Linked DNA regions of Mus musculus: regions 2, 3, 4 and 5 are each linked to region 1. Evidence: chromatin contacts called from public ChIA-PET, HiChIP or PLAC-seq and Micro-C data. All regions are on one chromosome and are shown on one strand. Each heading gives the region's core, a stretch centred on a gene start, on an enhancer-like site or on the middle of the called end of the contact. The rest is flanking DNA. Distances are from core to core; before and after follow the strand shown. Region 1 holds the start of Eif4g3 (eukaryotic translation initiation factor 4 gamma, 3). Region 2 holds the start of Fam43b (family with sequence similarity 43, member B). Region 3 holds the start of Usp48 (ubiquitin specific peptidase 48). Region 4 holds the start of Cda (cytidine deaminase). Region 5 holds the start of Rap1gapos (RAP1 GTPase activating protein, opposite strand).

Region 1 (2,866 bases), core at 232-2,731:
GAAGCAAGCAAGCCAACAAACCCAGAGAAACCAACGACCACCCCAACTCTGAAACCCACCAATGTAGCAGGAGTCAGGACACTAATCTTGTTTGTATGTTCATGTGTATGGCGACCAGGGGACAACCTCAGGTGTCTTCTTCTGGTGCTGTCACCTTTTATTCTGGAGACAGGGTCTCTCACTGGCCTGGAACTCATCAGATGGAGTGGGCTGTGACCAGTGAGCCTCAGGGAACTGTTGGTCTTCACCTCAATGCTGGGACTGTATACACCTCTCGCACACCAGACTTTTCCTGAGTGAATTCTGGAGTCTGCACTTGGGTCCTAACGTTTGCAACTCAAGCACACAGGACACAGGACACTAATTTTACCTCTGTCCACGTTGGTCATGTGACCTTGGCAAAGTCTCCTGTCAGCTTTGAGCTGCCTCAAAAAAAATTTTTTTTTAATAGTGTAGATGATAGCTAAACTTCTTTGGACCCCAGAGTCTTCATTTGTAAGAATAGGTATTTACCTATTTCTTGGGATTATATGAGCTAATGCAGTACTCCATATCTGCACAGTTCGGAGGTGTCTGCGACTCCTTTTCTGTCAATGTTACTGTGTCCTGGGGACAATGCCTCTATTGAGGGGCGCAGGTGTGGTGTGCAAAGTGTGAATGGATGTGGGGGGAGGAGACCTTATCCACAGGAGTTAGCCAAGCAAAAGAAGATGGGCAGCCGACTACAGGTTGTAGTCAAAGGCCCCTCCAGTCTTGGGGAAGACTGTGGGAAGATATCCACTCTACAGAGCTTAGGGTCAGTTTCTGGCAAGGCAGGCCATTTTGCATCCTAGAAGGGTAAGGTTCATCCTAGAGAAGGTGGGATCCCGTTTCTGAATCCGCTCCATCCCTTCCCAGCCAGGCGACCTTGGGGCAGTCACTTTTCTTCTCCGGGGCCTCCTCTGCAAAATGGGGCTCCTCGTTCCATTTCGCACTTTGGGCATCTGAGGACGACGTGTCGACATAATGCCCATGGCTGGCGACGTCAAGGGCCGGCGAGTGGCATCTGTTATGTTAATAAGTCCTTGAGGCGGGCGGGTTCCTAACTGTCGGTTTGTGCTCTGGCTTAGCGGTTCCCTCCGCAGCGCCTCGGTTTTTCCGCTCCGCCGCCTCTCGACGCTTGCTTGGCAGGTCTCGACGGACCGCGGCCTCGGGTGCCGTTACTATTGTTCTTCGAGGCTGAGCTCTCTCCCTACAGACGTGCCCTTCGGTCTCTCCCTCAGCTCCGCACCGCGCCGCGGAGATCCTCAGCCGTCCCGGATCACCGATCTTTCCCGAGAAAGAGTGTCAGCTCCTGCGGCGTTCCCGAACAGCGGCCGAAGGCGCTCCCGAGCGCTCCCGAAGAAGCCCGGCCGCTCGCGGTCTCCGGAAATAGCCGAGAGAGCTTGCCACCCTCGGTCTGCCGAGTCCTTCCGAAAAGGGCCGAAAAGCTCCGAGCGGCCGTCCTGCCGGACTGCTGGAGGCGGCCGCAGCGCCATGTTGGATGCTCTGCTCGTTGAGTGAAGAAAATCCGTCCGCATCGCCCGAGCCCCGCTACCGAGAAGGGCGCCGCTTCCCCCGGGGAGGGGGACAGAGACCCCCCGCCGCCGGCCCATGAGGATATTGCCGTGAAAGGTCCGGTCTCTCCGCCTCCTGCCCCTGCCGGGTCCGGCCCCCCCCTCCCCGGGGTCGCGTTGTCACGGAGACCGGCAGCCGGTGGTGCTGGCCCGCGGGGCGGCTGCTGCTGCCCGCGGCGGCGGCGGCGGAGGCGGCGGCGGCGGAGGGCGTGTGTGACCGGTCCCGGCCCCCTCCTCCTCCTCCTCCCAGCCTCCCCCCGGCCCCCCGCTCCCGCCGCCTCCCCGGGTCTGCCCCCATCCCGCCCCTCCGCTGCCCCCGGCCCCTGCACCCCGGCGCGCCCGGTCCCGCTCTGGGGGGGTTGGTGGCTTCGCTTTGCCATGAGTTTACCGCAGAAACCGGCTCTGAAATCAGGCTCAGCGGCTGCAGCAGGAACCGGACCCGGCACCGGAGCGGCGGCGGCGGCGGCGGTACCGCCTCCTCATCCGGCGGCAGCGGCGGCGGCGGCGGCAGTAGCGGCAGCGGCGGCCCCTCCTCACCCGAACATCAGGGCCCTCCAGACCCCGGCGCCCCAACAGTATCCTTTTCACCTTCCGGCGGTCCAGAGCGACCCTCGGTGGGAACCTCCTTGCCTGCCGTCATAGCCCGGCCAGAAAAGGGACGGGCAGCCGCTCTGCTCCCGGCTTGACCCGAGCTTTTGGGGTGCACCGGTGACAGCATTGCTGGGGACCCCGGGACCCTCTGCGGTACCGTGAACACTACTAGCTCCACCGGGCCGTGCCTCTGCAGCTCTTGTGGATCTGGGGGGAACCCTGCCCTTGGCTGCTCCCTCCCCTTTCTTGGGCAGAATTTGCTGGTGCCTAGGACCAGCCCTGCGGGCAAGGCTTTTCTGACTGTTGGGAGGCCCTGCCTTCTGCGGGGCTCGGTAGCCTCTCTAATTATTATTTAGGATTCATAGCAAAGTTTATTGCTAAATTTTCTGTTGGAAACGAATCAGCTCATTCCTGAGGTAAGTTGGGTCTTCAGTCTTTACTGCAAGTGTACAAAAAGCACCCCCCCCCGCTAGTGTTTTGTTTTATTTTATTTTATCGTATTTTATTTTTTTAAGCAATTAGAGTTGTGTTGTGGCTTGTGGTGGAGCCGGCTAAGGAGGAAATGTTACACTGGGCGCTTCCCTGTCTTTGACCTTTCTAAAGGAAGAGGAAGTTAACTCACATTACCCAGTACCCCCAGAAGTCTCACTTCTTCTAAGACTGGTGTTAACGCTGTATAT
Region 2 (2,866 bases), core at 240-2,739, 400 kb after region 1:
AGTCTCCTGGGCCGGGTCTAGGGCCCCGAGTCCTAGCCCTGCGCTCTCAGCGCGCCTGGCCCGCCCGCTCCCTGGAGCCGGCTTTCCAGCGGCGGGGCTGCGCTGGTGGCGGAGGTGCCGGGGCACCCCGCAGGCTGCACGTCCTCAGCTCCCGGGCCAGGCTGAGCACCTCGGGCCGTTCGCGCTGCAGGGCTCCTTCCTCGCTATCCCGGGTGTCCTCCTCCTCCGCATCCTCCTCCTCATCCTCCTCCTGGATGCTGCTGAGCCGCGGAGCTCCGCGACCGCGCTCGCCCGGCGGAGGCCGGTAAGCGCACTTGGCGTTGAGCAGGCGGCGCAATGGAGCCCGGGGTACCGAGGCGGCGGCGCCCCCCGCACGGAGATGCTGCTGGCGCACGTGGCGCGCATCGCTCTGGCGCTGCAGCCGCTTGAAGTCGCTGAAGGCCGCCAGCGCAGTCTGGTGGAGCAGGCGGGCCAGGGAGCGCGCCTTGTGCGCCCGCGCCAGCAACACAGCGTGGCAGCGCAGCACCACGGCCTTGTGGCGTGCCTGGTGGCGGTAGACCCAGGTGAAGACTCGCGGGTGGCGCCCATCCGCCGCGCAGTAGGTGATGCGCGGCAGCAGGTAGGCGTGCGCCGGTCTGCGGCCCCCCGAAGCCCCGGAGCTGCGTTCGCTCGGCTGCATGCGGATGCCGTGCGGACCCAGGGTCAGTTTCATCTTCGTGCCCCCTCCCGGCCCGCAGCGCGCCCAAATCCTGCCCACAGCGTCGTCGGTGCAGCCGTCGCCCTTGGCATGCAGGGTGACGGCGTTGCCCAGGTACCACACGGTGTAGGTGGGGTCCTCCTTGTTAAGCTCCACTTTCTGGCGCCGGCTGCGGAACACGCGGCCCAGACGCTCCAGCGGCCAGTCCGGTAGCAGGTCCGGGCAGGAGCGCAGGAAGCTGGAGAGCAGCGACGTGTAGGCGAGCCCGGGGCTCAGGCTCTTCGCCTTGCGCTTGGCCTCGTCCTCCACTAGCACGAATTTGTTCCGTCTCCAGGGCAGCATCGCGGCGGCCCAAAGGGCAGGGAGCGCGGGGAAGCTCACTTGGGTCCTGGAAAGGCCAAAGGCGCTCAGAAGCCCACCGCCCAGGACTTGCGACAAGCTGGGCGGCGGCCGAAGACAGTCCTTGTGAGAGATGCCCAGTATCCGGCGGGGCTGGCTTCGCAGATGCCCGGTGCCCAGCCAGGCTGTCCGCTGAGATGCCCGTGCGGCTGCTTGATCGGCTCGGAGCAGCTTCCCCCAGGAATGACTCCAGCCGTCTGGGAAGCAAGGAGGGACAGGGTTTGGAGCAATAAATGTCCCCAAGGCCCGACTATAGGGGCGATTGCCACTGTCCCTGCCGCCGAGTCAGTGGCAGGGACGTCTTTAGAGCAGGGTCTGGTGGTTGCTGGATGAGGTGGACCAAGAGCACCGCTGCGGTGGGGACTCCTTCAGGCGTCGCGACTCCACCTCCCTTGGCTGCCTGCATCACCGGGCGGTACCGCTAGCTCTCTTGTCCCCTCCCTCTCCCCCGCCCCCTCCGCGCAGACTCGCGCTTCCCAAGACCCAGCACAGGCGCGTTGGAACTGTTTTAAGCTTTATCATTGGAAGGATGAAGAATAGAGGGGCAGCGAAGGAACGGGAATCCCCTAAAATATTGCGGAGGGATTTACGAATGTAAATTTCTCCAGCTTCACTGGTGGACTCCGAGTTCCCAGGGAGAGCCCCTTCTCTTTCTAGGGTTCCCGCCTGCTGTCCCTCACCCACAGAGCGTTCCTACCCGCATCTCTCCTCTCTGAAAGCAGAGATTTGGGGTGGGTTCCTGCTGGGGTTTGGTGCCCTTTGCCTCTTCTGTGCACAGCATAAAGCCAGCTGAGGTGGCCGAGAGCAGAGCAGTGGAAAAGTACTGTCTTTTAGTGAAGCTTTCTCCCAGGTTCCTCCAAGGTCGTGGACTAGGCCGCTTCCCCTGAGCTGAGAGACTGACTGGTCGGTCACACCACCACACCAGCAACCGCTGGTGGTCAGGACAGAATAGGGGAGAAGATTCTTGATGGTGGGAAAGGGTTTCCAGAGCAGACCTGAGACTTGTGGGAACTGCAGCAGGGAAGCTCTCCCTCTGGTCACAGTGCAGCCTCTGGCTCTTTGAAGATTAGACAGATAATGTCCTATCTGCAGAGACCGACTTTGGAGTTCCCAAGTGCTTGGCATTCGCGATCTCCTCAAATCCTTCAGACAAGGCAGTTCAGGCTCATGTGGTTGGAAGGAGATGGGTCACTCAGAACCTAGTGACCCCAGAGCTGGCCCTCGCCTTCTCTCTTCCCTCCAACCTTTGGCCATTCTGCATAGAGTCCAGGCACTTGTCTCCATCCTCTGGGGAGGGGCTCTAGAGTCCTGAAAAAACAAACCAAAACCAAACCAACCAAACAAACAAAAACCAGCCCTATGTCAGGACACACAGTTAGTTCTCTGAGTTTAAGCCTCAGGCTTCCAGACTTCCTGGACTGTTCTTATGTGGGCCCCAGGTCCCACGGCTTTAAGGCTCTCTATTGCCAACACGAGTTAAAAGTTGGGTCCTGAGCTGGGCGTGGTGGTACACACCTTTAATCCCAGCACTTGGGAGGCAGAGGCAGGAGGATTTCTGAGTTCGAGGCCAGCCTGGTCTACAAAGTGAGTTCCAGGACAGCCAGGGCTACACAGAGAGACCTTGTCTCGAAAAACCAAAAAAAAAAAAAAGGTGCTGGAGTGATGGCTCAGTGGTGAAGAGCACCGACTGCTCTCCCAGAGGTCCTGAGTTCAATTCCCAGCAACCACATGGTGACTCACAACCATCTGTAATGGGATCTGATGCCTTCT
Region 3 (2,866 bases), core at 224-2,723, 400 kb before region 1:
TCAACAAAGTGAGTTCCAGGACAGCTAGGGCTATACAGAGAAACCCTGTCTCCAAAAAACAAACAAACAAACAAACAAACAAACAACAAAAAAAGAAACTCACTAAATTAGCAAGGCTCTACCCTTCACCACCAGAGTACTGGGATTAAAGGTGGGCCCCACAAAACAAACAAACAACAAAAAAAGAAACTCACTAAATTTGCAAGGCTCTACCCTTCACCACCAGAGTACTGGGATTAAAGGTGGGCCCCACAACAGTGTTCAACTGTTAACCAGTGGTATAGGAATTCAGTGTTTATTTGTTTGACTTTTTTTTTTTTTCCTTCCAGGAGACGAGGTTTCTCTGTGTGGCCCTGGCTGTCCTGGAACTCACTCTGTAGACAAGGTTGGCCCACTAACTCAGAGATCTACCTGTCTCTGCCTCCTGAGATTAAAAGTGTGTGCCACCACCAACCAACTGGTGTAGGAATTCTTTAAGAAAGGAGGTGTATGTGTGTGTGTCCTGACTTAGAAGATTTTTGTGTTTTTTATTTTCAGCCTAAATTCAACCAAAGGACCAAATCTTGCTTCAGTAAATCTTGACTTCAGTTCAAGGTTACTTGGGGGCTGGTGGGGTGGGTTGAGGAGTAGATAAGGGAGGAATTAGTCCTTGAATTCCCACAGGGCTTTTACATATTTAAAGTCCTGGAATTTTCTCTCTTTAGCTGTAATAGCTCTTTTCTGTTACAAAACGCTGTGATTCAGTTTAGCCTTTTTTAGGTCTAAGGGGAAGTAGTTGCAAAAAGGAAATAATATCACAGCAGGGAGCTAGGGTGTACACTCCATAACGAATTAAGACGTCAAAGTGTTGACCCTCTGGTCAACAGCCTACAGCAAAGAACACGTCCCAGACCTGTGTATGCTTCTAAACAACCTGCAACTCAAAGACTGAGCCTATCACTTCGAAGACTACAAACCCCAGGATGCCTCGCGCTCCGCGAGTGGCAGAGCGCATTGCACGCTGGGATATGTAGTCCCGTTGTAGCATCCGCAAACCACATAACGCCTCGTGACGTCAGAAAGCACGGGCAAGGAGCCGGAACTCGCCCAGGCTCAAGTGAAATCCTCGATCCGACTGTGGCGTTCCGGCTGCCTCGGTTTCTGCTATTATCAGGTCCCACTCACAGTCCCGGTGGCCCTATGGTGTGCGTTGAGTACTCTATGGTGTAACTTTGTCACAGTAACAGGGGAAGTGTGGAAAGCAAGGGCAAGCTCTCGCTCGTCGGAGTAGACGACGGAGGCTGAAGCGTAGCTAGCTGCCTTCACCATGGCGGAAAAAAGACGTGGCGAGTCGCCTTTGGGCAGACGCTTGGCTTTCTTCCGCCAGTCGGATTACATGGGCTTTCGGCGCAGGGACTCCTGGGAGCACGCATGCGCAGACTGCGGCAGGGCGTACGCCTCCAACGTCCGCAGGCGCGGGGTCTGTCGGGTATCGGCGGCGGCGGCGGCGCTTTGCGGCTGGTCGTGCGAGCTGGGCGCGGGCGGGCGGGCGCGGCGGCCGTGGCGCGCGCAGGTGATTGACTGCTCTCCTGTCTGAGGGCAGCGCTGGGTTCTTTCGGCTGGCAGGGGCCCGTGCCCATTCGGGCGGAGACGGAGGCGGCGCCGGAGGCCACCGGGCTCGGCGAGTGCTACCTCGGTCAAGGCTATGGCTCCGCGGCTGCAGCTGGAGAAGGCGGCCTGGCGCTGGGCGGAGACGGTGCGGCCCGAGGAGGTGTCGCAGGAGCACATCGAGACCGCCTACCGCATCTGGCTGGAGCCTTGTATCCGAGGCGTGTGCAGGTGAGGTCCTCGCGTGGCCGAGGCGGGATCGGGGGACGGGGGACCGGGAACCAGGGCGATGCACGGTGTTACTGCATCTCCTTTCAGTTTGCACGACCCGGGAGCTACGCAGCCCCCGAAGTGATGCGGCTGCTGGGCTCGCATCCTGAAGATGGCGGTGGAGATAGTTGGAGATAGGGCTTAGTAAGTAACGCTGGAGTGTTGTTTGATCTTGGGCATAGCTGTGCGCTTTTCGCTTGTAAAAGGGGAACTTGCCGACAGCGAACTTCGTCGACATTGTATCTCCTGTCATTGCACGCTGAGAAGGCCTGATCACCTAAGTATCACTTGCAGAGAGCAGGTTTAGAAAACCCTTTGGTTAACCTACGTCATCGGTCCCCCGCTCTCATTGGCTGGCTCTCTTTGACCTATAGGTGTTTTCTTTTGGTCACCCTAACTCCACACCACTTTGCAGAGTAAAGTGTTTTTAGCTGTTTAAATTCTGCTCCCCCTTCGTGGCCCTTGGTTCTGATCTTTTTTTGCGTAGAGTGGTTTTCTTATCCCCACCTCGTAGCCTGCACCGGCCTGTGTTCAATCGAATTGATAAACCGAGGCATGCTCCATAGCTCCGTGTCATCGGGCGTGTAGGGAAAAGTGGAAGACGTGGAAGCCTTGGTTCCTGGCTTCAGAGCTGTGCCTCATTTGAGATATAATGTAAGTTAGGAAGTTTTCAAAAGTAAAGCGGGTGCATCTTTCTAAACTCTAGGTGTCTGCTCACAAGGACATTAAGACTCCTCGAAGTTCTGGAACGGCATCAATTTGTATAGTGTGGAATTGAAACAGCTTTACCGAGGCACTCATTTGAAGTGTATAGTTACAGTGCTGGTGGTTTAGCTTGAGAGTAGAGTGGTGGTTTTATGCTTGAGTCCCTTGGTTCAATTACCCGCACAGGGGATATAAAAGACAGAGTTAAGTCTGGGGCTGGAAAGATGGCTAATTAGTAAAGAGGGCTCAGGCTTCTCTTCAAAGGATCACAGTACCATTTGTTCTGAGAACCCACACCAGGTGC
Region 4 (2,866 bases), core at 182-2,681, 370 kb after region 1:
GGCTGTGCAGTCAACTCCAGTTTCCCAGCGTTGGAAGCTGGTACCCATGCTGGGGTGGGCCTTGGTGATACAGCTGGGTTTTTTGAGTCCTTTCTGCTCCTGTAAGTGACCCCTCACCCATATTCCTGTAGGTAAGTCCAGTTGGTTCACCAAGTTGGACTTTGGAGGTATCTGTACTTCGACCTGTTGTGGGCTCCCTCTCTGGGGTGAGTAGACTTGTGTTGCATCTCCCCAGGGAAGGTTTTGTCACACAGCTGGGTGATTCATGAAGCTCACAGAGGCTCAGTCAACAAGGCATACGAATGGGCACTGTAGTTGTCACCTGTCCACACCATGTCCCAACTGAACATGTCCTTAAGTTTACCAAGCTCCCTTCTTTCCTCCTCCTTTCTCCTTCCTTCCCTCCTCCCTTCCCTTCCTTCTTCCCTTCCCCCTCCACCCTCCTTTCTTTTCCTTCCCTTCCTCCCTCCTCTCCTCCCTCCTCCTTCCTTCCCTCCCTCCTCCCCTTCTTCCTCCCTCTCTTCCTCCTTCCCTCCCTTCTCCTTCTCTACCACTCTCTCCTTCCCTTATTCTCTTTCCCCTCCTTTTGTTCCCCTAAACCCAGACCCTTGTGTGAGCGAGTACCACACCATAGCTGCAGCCCATTCTGGCCTGCTTGAGGGTCTATAAACATGAGCTCAGGGCAGATCCTGTTAACTCAGTAAAGACTGCTGGATTCCCAGACGGTGTCTGGATCCTCTCCTCCAAAAACAAACAAACAAACAAACAAACAACGCTCTGTCTGCCTGATGCCATCCCTCCCCAGCCAATCCCAGCACCCCAGGGTGCAGGAAGGTGGGGCTTTGGGAGGTCCAGCCCTGGGTCCCATCACCAGTGCCTCCTGTAACTTAGGACATGCCTCTGGCCTCAACTTCTTCATCTTAAAATGGGTCTAATATTGGGCAGGAGGTCAGAGAAAGAACTAACGGATGGGAGGTGAATACTGGGCATACAGGACACTCAGTAAGTAATCCGAGTCTCCTGCCATGCAGGTCGTGGACGGTTTTCATTTTGGCTTCTCCCTCTAATCTCACGTGCAAATTCCCTTCCCCACTCCAGACTTCTAAGAACAGAGAGGCACTGTGCAGATAAGCAGTTGAGTGAGCCCACAGCCTCGGTGAGAGCAGGGGAGGAGCAGTGAGGAGGGGACCACGCTGTTTCTCCTCTTCACCTGTACCTGGGCCCCATTCATGCTGCCCCAGAGTGGACTCCGGCGACAGCCCTTACCAGAGAAGATCCTCCCGTCCCCGGTGAGCAGGGCAGCCCCCACAGGGAAGCGGCTGTAGGGGCAGTAGGCTGACTTCTTGGCCTCACGAGAGGACAGCAGCAGCCGCTGGACGTGCTCGGGCTCCACAGCACAGGAGGGGCGTTCCTGGGCCATGTCGGTCCGAGGCGGGTGAGCTGGTCGCTGCAGAGGAGAGGAAACCGGTGCTGGCCGTCTGCCCGCACTGGCCAAGAAGAGGTGGCTCCTCCCCCGGGGTGTGTCCCTGCGCTAGAGGGAGACCTGGAGGCTGGCTCCCAGGCTGGCGGGATGCTGGCCAGGACTTGGCAGCCCAGTGAGTCTCCCAGGGCGGGAGCCCGGAGGATATGGAGTTTACGACTGAGCTGCGGGGGTCCCACGGTGGACCGGTATGTGGTGCCCACCAGTGAGACAGTTTCCTTTAACAACTTCACTCACTGTCAACATAGATCAAGAGTGGGCCACAGGGCGGGTGCCACCTCAGTGGATGGCTGTAGACACAGTCCCAGGGAGGAGGATTCTGGGTGGGTCTGTGTGACACCTGAGGTCAAAGCTCAAAGGATCCTGATTCCTCAGAATATTTAATGGCTTGTTTTTTACACCGAGAGAAGGGTTCAGGCTGAAAGTTCAGAACTTGGGCAACCATGTCAGCGTGCCAAGTTAGAAGGTATGCGAAGCCGAGGAAACGTCTCTGTTTTCAGTAGCTTGGCTTCATTTCCTTCCTGTCCTAACCTAGCCATTAAAACCATCCCAGCTGGAGGGAAACAGGGCCCTCCTTCTTCTTCCCTCCCTTCCTCCCTCGCTTCCTTCCTTCCTTCCTCTTCATGAACCTTGTTGGGTTGGTGGTACCGGAAATGGATTTACACCCTGGCTGTTCTCTTTGTCTTACACACAAATGTTAGTGGGTTCCTTGTCAGACGTCGGCACGTTTGCTGTCTACAGTGGGGGTAGCAACAGACGTGTGGGAGCTTTGGATTAGAGTGGGCTGTGGCTTGGGTTCCAGGTATCTGTTTATTAGCTCTCCCAGGAAGAGCTGCGCTACCTCTCAGAGCCTCAGTTTCCTTATCTACAAAATGGGTGCACAATTGGCAGTCCCTTCCTGTGGTTACCAGACTGAGATGATAATATGGTCCAGGGAGTCTGTGGGGAGAGGATATAGAAGTGGCACATGGGAACACTTCAAACAAACCGGCTTATTGTCCTTAAGTGACTTGGCCAAGTCCATAGAGAGTGGGCCGGATTGCAGCCAGCACAGCCAGACATGTCCAAGTGTCGCCGGATGGTCACCAAGCAGGAGTGAATCAGCAGCTTCTCTGAGGGCTTGTGTGGTGCTGAGGACTGGGAGGAAGAAGGCAGGAGAGAGCAGAGAACGGGGCAGCATCTCCCCACTCCCACCCCCACCCCACCCCACAAGCAGACACCTCTGCCCAATAGTTTAGCAACCCTGTACCCAGGACCCTGGGCTCCTAGCCATACATAGATGAAACCCATGCCCGGCAGTGCCAGTGCCTGGTGGGTAAGTTTTGCCTCATTTTCTCCCGACATCTCCCTCCATTACGTGTCCCCTTTCACCATTTCCAGACTCAA
Region 5 (2,866 bases), core at 110-2,609, 290 kb before region 1:
TCCTGCCTTCCCTGGAGGGCAACAGCCCTGGACAAGGCTACAGTAGTCCTCAGGAAACAGCCACTTGATGGCAGCCACTTGCTTGAACAGCTGGGTTTGAGAGTGAGGCTTCCCCCTGGCCATGGGACTGTTGTTTGTCCTGCCTGGGTTTTGGCCCTTCCATCTGGAGGGAAGGCTAATGTTGCAGATCCTCGGAGCCTGAGGCTCAGAGAGCCCAAGGTGGGCCCTTCAGTTACCAAGGAAGCCGCTATCCTTCAGCCTCCTGGCCTCCACCCAGTTGGCTCCCACTTTCCAATCATGCTAACGCAGCGCAGACAGTGAGCTTCAGACCGCCACAGCCCCACAGTGCACCCCTCCTCCAGACTAGGACCCATTCTGTGAACTGAAACCAGCTCCCAGAGTGACTCATTTGGATTTCCAGCAGGCTATTGGTGAGCTGAGGGAACCTGCCTGGGATACTCTCCAGTTTTCCTCAATACCCTATTCTGTTACATATTTACAATGATACTGGAACCAGTTTGAGGGGCATGTAACCTCCCTGTACCTAAGGGCAAGTCCCACCTCTAACATAGAGTAGACAGCTGCTGCTGCTACTGTTGCTCCTCCCCTCCTCTGCCTCCTCCTCCTCCTCCTTCTCTTTCTTCTTCTTCTTTAGTTTTTCAAGACAGGGTTTCCTTGTGTAATGCTGGCTGTCCTGGAACACACTCTGTAGACCAGGCTGGCCTTGGACTCACAAAGATCTACCTGCCTCTGTCTCCTGAGTTCTGGGACTAAAGGTGTGTGTCACCATTGCATGGCTGAGAGTGTCTTCTCTATTGACCTTGCCAGCTCGTCACTGGGCAGCGCCTTTGGAAGTGCTTTGGAAATAATCAGTATTACTGTGTCCCCAGAGCTGTGCAGGGGTTGTATTTTCTTTTCTTTGGGGAGCCACATTTAAATAGACACCGAGCTACCCTCTGCAGTACTCAGGGACTGTAAAATCTGCATACATGTGCATACTTGGCCTACCTATACCTAACCTGGGAGCCAGACCACATTCAGACAGACAGACAGACACAAGTACATATATCTATAGTGTATTCAGACTTGCTCATGAACACATAAAGGAGATAGAAAGTAAATACCCCCCCAGGCGTCCCTACCCACCCCTTCCTACCCACGGGTACTTCTATGCTACAGCAATGCAGTATGTCACGTAGAGCCACGACTAGCCTTGGAGACACACATGTACACAGATAAGGACCTAGACACATACGCAGGCGGCATCCACTCTACCTGGCCTACATATCGCCGGTGATTTGAGCAGCTTTGGCCTCCCCCAGGGCCACGGTAGGAAAAGATGCTCTTCTGGCTGCATTGTGTTGGGTACCCGGAAGTGTGCAGGCCTGGAAGTGGTTGCATAAATCAATATTTGCTGTTGTTAATTATTAAAGCCAAAGCTACTCGGTGTCTGGAATGCACATCTCTGGTGTTCCCGCTGGCTCTCTAGGTCTAAACCTGACCCTGGGCCAGGTCTGGGAGGGCAGGGAAAGTGCTGCCTGCCTTCCTTTCAGGAGCTCCCTGGCCCTGGGGACAGAGGGTAGTAGACAGCACTTCTGGGAAGCTGTAGGAGATCTGCCCCCCGCCCCTAGCTGGAGGACAGTCCTGCCCCTAGAGCATCCAGACTTCTCCAGCATCTGTCTTGGGGTCTGTCCCTGCTGCAGACTGGCTGCACCAGCCTAAGACACAAGGACTTCAGGGTCAAGTTGGGGGTGGGGGGTGTCGTTTCAGAAGCCTTGTAATTTACAGATGGTAAACTGAGCCAATGGAGGTGCCAGAGACTCTGCAGCTTCAGACTCTTCCAGGGATCCCGGGGTTTTCTAGCAAAAAAAGCTATTGCACCTCTTGGAATATGATTTTCTAGTGAAGACATTTGTACCTCCTTGGTTATGGCGATCTGGTGAGACACGCAAAGGGTCCAGCAAAGAAAGTGCTTAAGCACCATCTCCAGTACTCCTGCATTCCCTGGGCACAGCTGTCCCAAGAACCTTGTCCTTGAAGCCCAGAGGCAGGGTCTCCAGTCTGGGAAGACACAGCTGCTCACAGAAGTGCCTGAGGCTTCCCGCGCGCAGGCGCAGTGTCCTGGGCCCCTTGCCCGGCCGCCCCGCGAGTGGGCGTGGTGGCCTTCCGCCCCGCCCCTCCTCCGCGCCTCCCGCACCTGGCGCCCCGCCCCCTCGGGCCCGGCAGCAGGGTGAGCCCAGAGAAGGCAGAGCGGCGGCGGGCGGGACAGGAGCGCAGAGCTCGGGCTACGGGGCCCCGGGCCGGGCCGGCTTACAGCGCCGCCGGGGCTGGGGCTCGGGATGGCGCAGCCGCGGCCCCCAGCGCCCCATGGCCGTCCGCGGAGGGGCTCGTTGCCGGCGGGGGCCGGCTGGCAGGTGAGGACCCTGGCAGGGGCGGCCTGGCCGACTGGGGACCCAGGGCCATCAGTCAGCCTTACTACCCAGAGTCTGGCAGTCTGTGCCTGAACCCCGTCACGGTGGGTGTGTATGTTTTTGGACTGACACCCGAACTACACGGAGCACCCTAGTGTTTTCCAAAGCTGCCCCTGGGTCAGACGTAGGGACACTGTGGCCATGGGCTGCAGTGACACTGGGTGTGTGTTTAACTGTTGTTGGGACTGCCTGCTGCCTTTTCCACACAGATGGAGCGATATCATAGGGTGACTCTGGTGGCTCTTCCCCAGGTGGGATGCCCGGCTTCTGGCCACACCACTCCCAGCCTTCCTTTGCCATGTGTCAGGGCGTCTGCTGTTGCCTGTGGGGCTGTAACTGTGGGTGTTACTTGATGCTCTGTGTGCACACTCTGGGTGACAGTGCCATGTGTCAGT

What was found. Hi-C and Micro-C count contacts between places; a contact is called where the count stands out from the background. ChIA-PET counts read pairs in DNA pulled down with a chosen protein or histone mark. HiChIP or PLAC-seq counts read pairs in DNA pulled down with a chosen protein or histone mark.
Region 2: a contact with region 1 is called in a Micro-C map of embryonic stem cells, with 2.0 times the contacts expected there. The contact joins the promoter of Fam43b here to the promoter of Eif4g3 in region 1. A contact is called at or near these places in 1 of 484 Hi-C or Micro-C datasets (embryonic stem cells) and 2 of 115 datasets of contacts at active chromatin or transcription factors (large pre-B cells and stem cell-derived neural progenitor cells).
Region 3: an RNA polymerase II ChIA-PET map of memory CD8 T cells shows a contact between it and region 1, with 6 read pairs. The contact joins the promoter of Usp48 here to the promoter of Eif4g3 in region 1. A contact is called at or near these places in 1 of 115 datasets of contacts at active chromatin or transcription factors (memory CD8 T cells) and 1 of 9 other capture datasets (adipose tissue).
Region 4: a contact with region 1 is called in a FOXA1 HiChIP or PLAC-seq map of pancreatic cancer cells. The contact joins the promoter of Cda here to the promoter of Eif4g3 in region 1. A contact is called at or near these places in 1 of 39 promoter capture datasets (embryonic stem cells) and 1 of 115 datasets of contacts at active chromatin or transcription factors (pancreatic cancer cells).
Region 5: an HNF4G HiChIP or PLAC-seq map of pancreatic cancer cells shows a contact between it and region 1. The contact joins the promoter of Rap1gapos here to the promoter of Eif4g3 in region 1. A contact is called at or near these places in 1 of 39 promoter capture datasets (liver), 3 of 115 datasets of contacts at active chromatin or transcription factors (the 230-238 cell line, embryonic stem cells and pancreatic cancer cells) and 1 of 9 other capture datasets (pancreatic islet).

Annotation. Positions count from the first base shown.
Region 1 is chr4:137,991,975-137,994,840 of GRCm38.p6, forward strand. It overlaps Eif4g3 (eukaryotic translation initiation factor 4 gamma, 3), which reads left to right and starts at 1,482. Exons shown (of 35, transcript NM_172703.3): 1 at 1,482-1,653; 2 at 2,008-2,170.
Region 2 is chr4:138,394,969-138,397,834 of GRCm38.p6, forward strand. Fam43b (family with sequence similarity 43, member B) reads right to left here and starts at 1,490. Exons shown (of 1, transcript NM_001081672.2): 1 at 1-1,490. The coding sequence starts at 1,039. The coding sequence ends at 47.
Region 3 is chr4:137,592,699-137,595,564 of GRCm38.p6, forward strand. Usp48 (ubiquitin specific peptidase 48) reads left to right here and starts at 1,474. Exons shown (of 27, transcript NM_001355588.1): 1 at 1,474-1,818. The coding sequence starts at 1,685.
Region 4 is chr4:138,366,524-138,369,389 of GRCm38.p6, forward strand. Cda (cytidine deaminase) reads right to left here and starts at 1,432. Exons shown (of 4, transcript NM_028176.1): 1 at 1,267-1,432. The coding sequence starts at 1,420.
Region 5 is chr4:137,705,247-137,708,112 of GRCm38.p6, forward strand. It overlaps Rap1gapos (RAP1 GTPase activating protein, opposite strand), which reads right to left and starts at 1,360. Exons shown (of 2, transcript NR_138594.1): 1 at 1,276-1,360. Rap1gap (Rap1 GTPase-activating protein) reads left to right here and starts at 2,221. Exons shown (of 24, transcript NM_001379234.1): 1 at 2,221-2,414. The coding sequence starts at 2,340.